Regions from separate parts of the Lactuca sativa genome. Here region 2 is linked to region 1. A link is a contact called in public Hi-C data. All regions are on one chromosome and are shown on one strand. Each heading gives the region's core, a stretch centred on a gene start, on an enhancer-like site or on the middle of the called end of the contact. The rest is flanking DNA. Distances are from core to core; before and after follow the strand shown.

Region 1 (4,716 bases), core at 959-3,458:
CTTAGGGCATCCACAATGCATTAAAGTTATTAGAGTTTAATGGATTGATACATCATTATTTTAATTAGTATATAACTTTATATTAATTTTCCAATAATGCATTGAATTCAGTAGAGTTCAATAAAATATATATTTAATAGTTAAAATGTTTTTTTTCCATTGAAGAGTTCAATGGTAATTGAATTTCATATCTATTGAATGCTAAAATGACATACCATAATGGTAGAATCCATTAAATACTATGTCACATCATTCAACTCTCCTATTGAACTAACTATGAATTATGAATTCTCTAAGCTGGACTTTATATGTCAAAGTTGACATTTTGCTTTGCCTATGAGTATGACCATTTCGGCTTTTTCTTCATAGTCAATCTAGTTCTTTTTTGAAATTAATAAATCAAACCATTTTGCTTTCTATTTGACGATTAAAATCTTGTAATCTGCCACACGTTTTATATAATTTACATTAGGACACTTATTTACTCTAGATGAGAAAAAATATGTATGGCTTTTTAGAATATTTCAAGGGAGGAAAAATCTAGTTGGTCTAATTTAATTGGTAATTAGACAATGTAATTTTTATGTGTAAAATTGTTGGATAAAGTTAGTTTTTTAGCTTTTAAAATTGCAAATTTACATAAAACTAAAAAGCTAAAAGTATTAAAAGGTCAAAAGTATTTAAAAACTACTTGAAATAGTTTTTTAAATTAAAACTTTTTATTTAAAATAAAAATTTAAAACTATGTATAAGACAATTTTTTTTTTCTTTTTCATTTTTTTAAAGCTAACAACACAAAATCTCCAAAGCAACACACAATAAATATTTTTACCCTTTCGCACTAGCTAGGATCTAGTTTAACCCTGTAGACTCCAAATGTGAAACACCAATGACCATTTATTCGAGTCAATTTTTACTCATTACTTGTGAAAATGGTCGATTTGGGTTATATTTATTCTAAGCGGTCTAAAAAATATAAATAAATGAGGCAAAAAGAAAACAAGTGAAATGCCATCTAAAGCGAATTAAAACACTAAGTTACATTTAACATTTTAATTATATATAATATTAAAATAGACTCTCTTTCTAAAAAAATAATATTAAAAATAGACAAAAAAAAATCTTCGACAAAAAGGCTTAGCACCCGATTGAGTCAGTACCCAACACCTCTCCACTATCCTTTTTGCCACCTCTATCTTCTACTCATAAGGAAAACCGCAGTCGACTTTCCTTTCTAATCACCGAGCACAATCACATCCACTTTTTTAAATATTAAAAGACATTCCAAAAATATATATAAAAAAATTGTAGCATCTAATTAACTTGACTTATCAATGTTCTTCTGATATTCCAAATTGAAATGCATAGGTTTCCACAAAAAAAACATAGTATATATCAAGAACTATGTTATTTATCCTTGAAAAACCAGTCATTGCTAAGTCGAATTCAAGACTTTTAAGAGCCCAAATTAAAGATGTTCATCGATACTCTTAAAATTATCATGGAGCTGTTAAGATATAGAACTAACCTTTTATGACCTCCATAGCTTTAGAAAGCATTCAAACCACGGTTTACCTCCACACTTGAACAGTTCTTCACTTGTACAGACGAATATTTCATGTATCAATTTGAAGAGAGCTTGTCAACTATATCACATTTATATATAAAACAAAAAAAATCAATCAATCAATCAGTTTGATGGTATCTTATTTCATTGTGTGGATGATAATAATTCATGTGTCACGGACTTCAAATCTCCTTTTTCCTCCTATATATGTCTTCCCAAAGGAAATTACAAAGAAAGGACCAAAGATGTACGTTGGAGGTTAATATCAAGAAAATGAACATCAACACTGCACTTTTCTGAATAAAAAAGACACTTAAAGTTACGTATAGTTTACAAAAACCCCATAAGTTCATCTTGAATATGAGCATAGTTTTGAGTTATTTTACACCAACACTGTTACGTTTGTCTGTATTAATGAGTAGGATTCTAATTAACAATACCAACCTGATAATATGTTGGTGGAGATGAACATGTCTTCAGAAAGCATCCGACTGTTCTTGACCGGAATGAATGAATGGTCTACTTCTTGTGATATTGAGTTGGAGAGAGGTTCTAAGCTATACAACACTTTCGTGATTGATGTTATATATATAAGAAAGTACGTACGGAGATAGTCATCTACCATTAAGGCTATGTTCTCATGATTTAAAAACAGGGTGAATGGAATATTTTCAGAATATATATATATATATATATATATATATATATATATATATATATATATATATATATATATATATATATATATATATATATATATATATAATTTTTTGGGTTTTGTATTATTGTTGTTTGATAGGATGAAGTCAGAGACGACAATGGAGAGAGTGTCATGTAGAAAGAGAGAGGAAAAATAGTTTGTCAAAAAACTAAGGGTGCGTTTGGTTGTGAAAATTTTTTCAGTTGTTTAGGAAAATTTTCCAGAAAAAACGGAAATTTTGAAAATGCGTTTGGTTCATTCGGTTTTCTAAAATTTTCCAAGAAAATGAAAATTTTCAGTTTTTCAAATTGTATCTAAATTAGAAAAGTGATTTTAATAGTTTTCCAAAATTTTCAAGATGGAAAATGAAAACTCCACCGGTTTCAACCAAACGCGTTTTCTAAAATTTTCATTGAAAATTGAAAATGAAAACTCAAATCTATTTTCTGAAAACATTTTTTTAGAAAATGAAAACAGTTTTCTACAACCAAACGCACACTAAGGGTAAGTTTGGTTTTGAAATTTTTTTTAGTTTTTTAGGAAATTTTTTTCAAAAAATACGGAAATTTTGAAAACGCGTTTGGTTCGTTTAGTTTTCCAAAGTTTTCTAAGAAAATGAAGATTTTCAGTTTTTCTAAATTGTATGTAAGTTAGAAAAATGATTTTTACAGTTTTCCGAAGTTTTCCAAAATTTTAAGATGGAAAATGAAAACTCCTCAAGTTTCAACCAAATGCGTTTTCTAAAATTTTCATTGAAAATTGAAAATGAAAATTCAACTCTATTTTCTGAAAACATTTTTTTAGAAAATGAAAACAATTTTCCACAACCAAACGCACCCTAAGGTTTTGTTAGTCGTGGAAAATTGGTTGTTTTTCAGAAAAATTTTCCAAGAAAAATAAGAATTTTGAAACGCGTTTAGTTCGTCTATTTTTCTAAATTTTTCATGGAAAATGAAAATTTTCCATTTTCTAAACTACAAAGAAATTTGAAAGAATTAAAAAACCAACAATCATTGTTTTCCATTTTTTTTTAATTCTAATAATCATTGTTTTTTCCACATTTTATAATTACCGGTTATTTTTATCAAATAAAAAGTTTGCCTAACAAGATGCTATAATAAATAAATAGACAAAATTTATATTCTATTTCTTACAATGAATTGATTTCTAAACACCTTTTTGTTTTTATGCGAGTCTGGACATAGATGAACTTAAGGAATAGTTTAAGAATATTTTAGTTTTATTGTTTAAAAAAAAATTATAATTATAAAACCATCTAAAATATAAATTTGTTATTTATATAAAAGTTATTGTTTTTGAATCAAACTACTTTTCTAACATTTAAGATTTAACTATTACATTTTTTTTCTACTTTTTCATATAAATGTTAAACAATTTCTAACACTTTTTTATCTCATTATTTCTCTCAAAAGTCGATAGTGTTGTCAGTGTACTTTGGCTCAAATGGTAATTGTTGAACTTTTCAAGAATATGTGCTAACTTGATACGTCTCTTAATTATTTATGATATCCTAAAAAGCATTTAACTTCGATAATATTTAACGGCATACCTATATATAGTAAAGTAAACCTCATGGTTTTAATTCCCTTTTTCCCGATTGACAAATTACGTTGGTGTGAAGGTTTGAATCATGGAAATAGTTTTTCTAATATATGCGAAAAAAAGATTTCGTGTGGTAAATCTCATTTAGTGTAATGAACCAGTATCGGCCGAAAAAGAGAAAATTGAGATGACAATCACATGAGAACAAATACTGTTTTGTTTTTCTAATTACTTTATGATGTTTTTGAGATTATTAAAGTTATGTTCTAATGTATAAACAAGAAGGTAAATTAAATAGTTTAAACATGTTTTACTTTGAAATTTATAAATATCATCATTTTTGTATGAGTTATGTTTGTTAAATCTTAAAAGATATAAAAGTTTATTTAATTCATATAAAATAAGTTTTGAAAATTGAGTAAACTAACCTTTATAAATGAGTTATTTATAGAAGATAATCTTTTTTTTGTTAAAGTTTTTGAAAAATGATCACATAATTCGAGATACTGTATTCCGGAGTAATTAAGCCTGTTCCGGAATTGGTGGTGGTTGGACAAAGATTTGTTAAGAATTTGACAGCTGTACATTTTAGATTGGAAAAGTGCATTCTGAATCTCTTCTTCATAATGTACAAACATTTCAGAGTCATAATATTAAGCAAGGTTGTAAAAATCGCTCGACGGTCGACTGACGATAAACGATTAATCGGACTAGGCGGGGATTAATCGGAGATCCTTAATTATTAATAAAATTATTTAAAAAATTAATATTCCCTAAAAAACTAAGTATTTGAAAATTTAAAGTTTTAAAATTTTAAAATTTTGAAAAATTTAGTTTAATATTTTAAAATTTGAAAGCATAAAAATTTGAAAATTTAAAATTTTGG
Region 2 (4,716 bases), core at 940-3,439, 660 kb after region 1:
TATAAAATTAAGATAGAATTGACTAAGGAGATTCTTCGGTTCCAAAATATCAAAGGCGGCCTAAAACAAAAGGGTGATCTTCTTCATAAATACGACTCTCTTTCCAATCCACAAGATTGCTTCTTATCTAATATGAAATTTTTAATTAATATTTCTGGAGTTATGGACAATATTCATTTTTACATTAGAAAATTAAGATAGGATATGATGATGGCAGCCATAGTTGACAATAGAGATTTTACAATTCCAAAATGTCAAGGGTAACATAAAACAAATGTGTCATACCCTTGGGTAGGGCTGTGCATGGGTTAGTTTGGGTCGGTTTTGGACCCAACCCCAACCCAAATTATAAGTGGTCGGTTTCTTATTTTCAGAACCCAAAAGGATCGGTTTCTGGTCGGTTTGGTTTCTCGGATTCTGAGGTCGGTTTGGGTGGTTTTTCGGTTTCTTGGGTTCAACCCATACATTCACGGGTCCTGGGTTTAAACCCATCGGCTTTGGGTTTTAACCCATTTTTTATAAATGAAGCAACATGTTAAATACTTCAAAAAACACCAATTTTAAGTTAAATACTTCAAAAAACATGAGTTTTACAACAAAGAGTCTATTACAAGTTACAACCAAAGCCCAAAATAGTCTATTACAACAAAAAAAAACAATCAAGTATGGGTCGATTTCTTGGGGCGGTTTGTCGGTTTTAAGTATGGGTCGGTTTCTCGGGTTGGATGGGTCGGTTTCTAGGTAAAAATCGAAACCGAACCCGATTTTTCGATTTTTTAAAATTTCAAACCCTAACCGTCGGTTTTGCTCCGGTTTCGGTTTTCTCGGTTTTGGTTTCGTCGGTTTTAGTCAGTTTCTCGGTTACTTGGTTTGGGTTTGCTCACCCCTACCCTTGGGCATACTTGTTCGAAATAATGTCTATTTCCTTACAATCTTAATCACCTAACAAGTATGGACACTACTGACTTAATCTAGTTAGTGCAGGTTTGTTGGGGAATTTTTGGAACTTGGCACTAAAGGTTGAGGGGCTGTTAGGTATTGTTATCAAAGTAGAGATGCAACTTTAAAATGATTGTATGTGAGAGCTTGGATGCTTCTACGTGTGGAGCTTTAACTGGACGCACTAAAGGTTTTGGAACTTATAGTATGACAACTATATCCTCTTAAATGATACAATTGTATTCATACATGTATAGTGAGACATATTGTATTCTTGTATGCTATATATAAATGGAAAGAATTAGGTTTTCATTTTTAGCTTACAATATACTCTCGAGATTATCTATATGATGCTATTTTTTTTTTGTTTTTTTTGTTTTTTTTATCTCCTAGAACTCTTAGTTAGGGTTTCATGTTGTTGATATTTGTTATGATAGAACAATATTGAGCGAAGAGTGTAGTATAGGATCCGTGTAGTGAGGTTTATCTTGTAAGTTGAATCTGTTTTTAATGAGAAGTTGACGTTAGTCCGACATTAAACCCTAAACAAAAAGACATCAAAATCCAAAATAAACAAATTAAGTTACGTAGAAATTGGAATTTGAGTAGTATTAATGTATTATATTTCCCTATGTGTAATGATTACAATGTTCTTACTGTGGTTGGTCCTTCAATGAATGTGGATCTTGTTCTCGGGTACCTTAGGTATCATCGGAGGGACCCACAACACGAGCTGTTCAATCATAAAGATCATGTGCTACCATGTTATCAACAATGATGTCTTATGGTTTGCTCTGTATATGACTGGTGATAATGTTTTGAAACTCTCTTGTGTCACCAAGCCTCCAAATGGATGCTTCCCCTTCAATCTTTATTTTAAAAAATGATCCCTTAAAGATGTTGATTTTCTTGATCTTGGTCCCTTAAAGATAAAATTAATTTTATAGGATTTTTAAAAGAAACTTCCACGTGGCATCCACGTAGGATGGTTACCTGGTGAACATGATATAGTTTTACCTAATTGCTAAATGGTGACAAAATTATAATTAAAAACTTAACTAATATTATTAGAACTTTAATAGAATTTTAGAACTTTCATTATAAAAAAAAAGTTAAAACTCTATAAAGAAAATAACAAAATCAAAAGATAGGAATGAGTTGTAACATTGATTAAAGATCGAGGGCCGAAAGTCGCATACGACAGAAGAAAGAGCGAATAACGAAAAGAAAGGCGAGGAGAGCCACAAAACCCTAACAACAGCATCGTAGCCACCATCTACCTCCATATATATATTTAATCGAAGGGAAACCTAAAAAAACATCAAATCAAATCATGGCGACGGCGAAATACGATCTGACACCTCGAATTGCTCCGAAGCTCGACAGGCATCTGGTGTTTCCGCTGTTGGAATTCACTCAAGAACGCGAGCTTTACCCAAAAGGTCAAATCCTTAAATCTGAGATCGAGCTTTTGAACAACAGTTGATTACGCCATGGATATCCACCAAGTCCCTTTACCATACCGAAGATGTTCCTCAAGGTAGTAAACTCTCTATTTACATATGATTTTTGTTACTATTTTTTCCGTTTTTTCAATTATCCATGTGTGAATACTGAATACCCGTGTTTCTAAAACCCTCGTTCGAGATAAAGAGAAGTGTTACAGTTTGATATTCAGATGCTAAATGTAGTAGCTTCGAACGATAAAATGGATACAGATATTGCTTTAAATCTGCACCAATTTTATGAGGTTTTCAGCACTACTCATAAAGTTTAATGTGTGTTTAGAAAATATCCTGTGAAAATTTATAATGCGTATTTATAGATCTATATGTATATATGTAGTTGTTCCGAGGCTGTGAGTTCTTACTGGAGAGTAGAGGTAGTGGCAAGATTGAAGTCTCTGGAGGTGGCAGCGGCTCCAATTGTCACATTTTTGCAAAATCCAAGTGCAGTTCAGGAGTTGAGGGCTGACAAGCATTATAACAGATGCTCAATGATCGTTCTCAGGTACATTGTTTTTACTTGATTTTCTTATGTTTTTTTTACTAAGTGGAAACTGTATTTGTGATATTATAGTAGATGAATTTATGTTTTGTGTTTTCTTATGACCATATCTCAGATAAAATTCTATACTATCTTGATTTCTTTCTTTTTGTTTTTTAGTAGTTGGTATGCAGCTTTAGGCACCTTTTAATCGGCAAGATATGGCCTTTAACCAATTCACAAAGCTAACAGAAGTATTATAAGGAATGGAATTGAATTCCTTCCCATTTCCTGCCAACAAAACACGGGACAGAATTCAATTCCTTCAGTCGTTTATTTTGGATTTTGAGGTCTTTTTGTTTTGGGTTTAATGCCAGACTAACATCATACTTTTCTTAATTTGTTTATTGTAGCATATGCTTCACATTTCTTCCCATTACACCAGTATAAAATTGCTTTTATATCTGAACGATTTAGTTTTTAGATGTTTATGTGGGATTTGAATTAGCATCGATGATGATAATCAGACTTCGTCATCCTTGCACTTTGATTCATACTGAAGAAAACAACGGGGAAAGTATTTCTGAGATGCTTTTTCTTCTACATTTACGTTGCCAAATATATATCAATTTCTTTACTTGTTTATTAAAACTGTAATGTTTTTGTTTGACTTTAGAGTTTAGAATTTAGAAGAAGACATGCGGCCCATTCTGGCCCATTACGGCCTGTAAATGCGTTGTTTTTCCATTAGGGTTCATAGTCCCCGTATAATGGTGATGTTGCTGCCGTTATAAGTATACAGCTTGCGTTTTAAATTTATCATAAATCATCAGGCGTTCTCAAGTCGATCATATGCTACTTTATGTTGATCTCAATCTGTCTTGTTTTCTTTACTTGTCTTTCATTTTGTTACAAATTTTTTAAATGTTATGTTGATTAATTATTCAAGTGTTGGATCGATGATGATTATGAAAAAACTGCGTTATCTATCTGTAAATTCCTTAATCGGATTTGATGATAGTTTAAACTTCTTGAGATCCTTCATTTATATAATATCTATCACGTATTTTATTTCCCTCTACGAAATGATTAGTTGATTTTCCTCAGATCTGTTTTGTGTTTTCATACGAATTGTATTCATGATTCTTGTATATCCTGGTTTGATTAAATTGCTTTCATGATTCTCGTATGCTACTTGATGTTGATCTCAATCTGTCTTGTTTTCTTTACTTGTCTTTCATTTTGTTACAAATTTTTTAGATGTTATGTTGATTAATTATTCAAGTGTTGGATCGATGATGCTTATGAAGAAACTGCGTTATCTATCTGTAAATTCCTTAATCGGATCTGATGATAGTTTAAACTTCCTGAGATCCTTCATTTATATAATATCTATCTCCTATTTTATTTCCCTCTACATAGTGATTAGTTGATTTTCCTCGGATCCTTTTTCTGTTTTCATACGAGTTGTATTCACGATTCTTGTATATCCTGGTTTGATTAAATTGCTTTTGTATCTGAATGGTTTAGTTTTTAGATGTTTATGTGGGATTGGAATTAGCATCGATGATGATAATCAGACTTCGTCATCCTTGCACTTTGATTCATAATGAAGAAAACAACGGGGAAAGTAATTCTGAGATGCTTTTTCTTCTTCTACATTTACGTCGCCAAATATATATCAATTTTGTTTTTGGATGACTTCAGAGTTTAGAATTTAGAAGAAGACATGCGGCCCATTCTGGCCCATTACGGCCTGTAAATGCGGTTGTTTTTCCATTAGGGTAGATA

What was found. A called contact is a pair of places that touch in the nucleus more often than the background predicts.
Region 2: a Hi-C map of bud shows a contact between it and region 1, with 6 times the contacts expected there. The contact joins the promoter of LOC111908045 here to the promoter of LOC111898371 in region 1. A contact is called at or near these places in 2 of 4 Hi-C or Micro-C datasets (bud and leaf).

The regions. Positions count from the first base shown.
Region 1 is chr5:72,255,432-72,260,147 of Lsat_Salinas_v11, forward strand. It overlaps LOC111898371 (putative ABC transporter C family member 15), which reads right to left and starts at 2,209. Exons shown (of 12, transcript XM_023894291.3): 1 at 2,012-2,209; 2 at 1,529-1,646. The coding sequence starts at 1,559.
Region 2 is chr5:72,910,950-72,915,665 of Lsat_Salinas_v11, forward strand. It overlaps LOC111908045, which reads left to right and starts at 2,190. Exons shown (of 4, transcript XM_052764179.1): 1 at 2,190-2,479; 2 at 2,785-2,949. It overlaps LOC111908053 (small nucleolar RNA snoR26), which reads left to right and starts at 3,430; the gene lies at 3,430-3,519. LOC111908054 (small nucleolar RNA snoR27) reads left to right here and starts at 3,876; the gene lies at 3,876-3,968. It overlaps LOC111908055 (small nucleolar RNA snoR27), which reads left to right and starts at 4,212; the gene lies at 4,212-4,304. It also overlaps LOC111908052.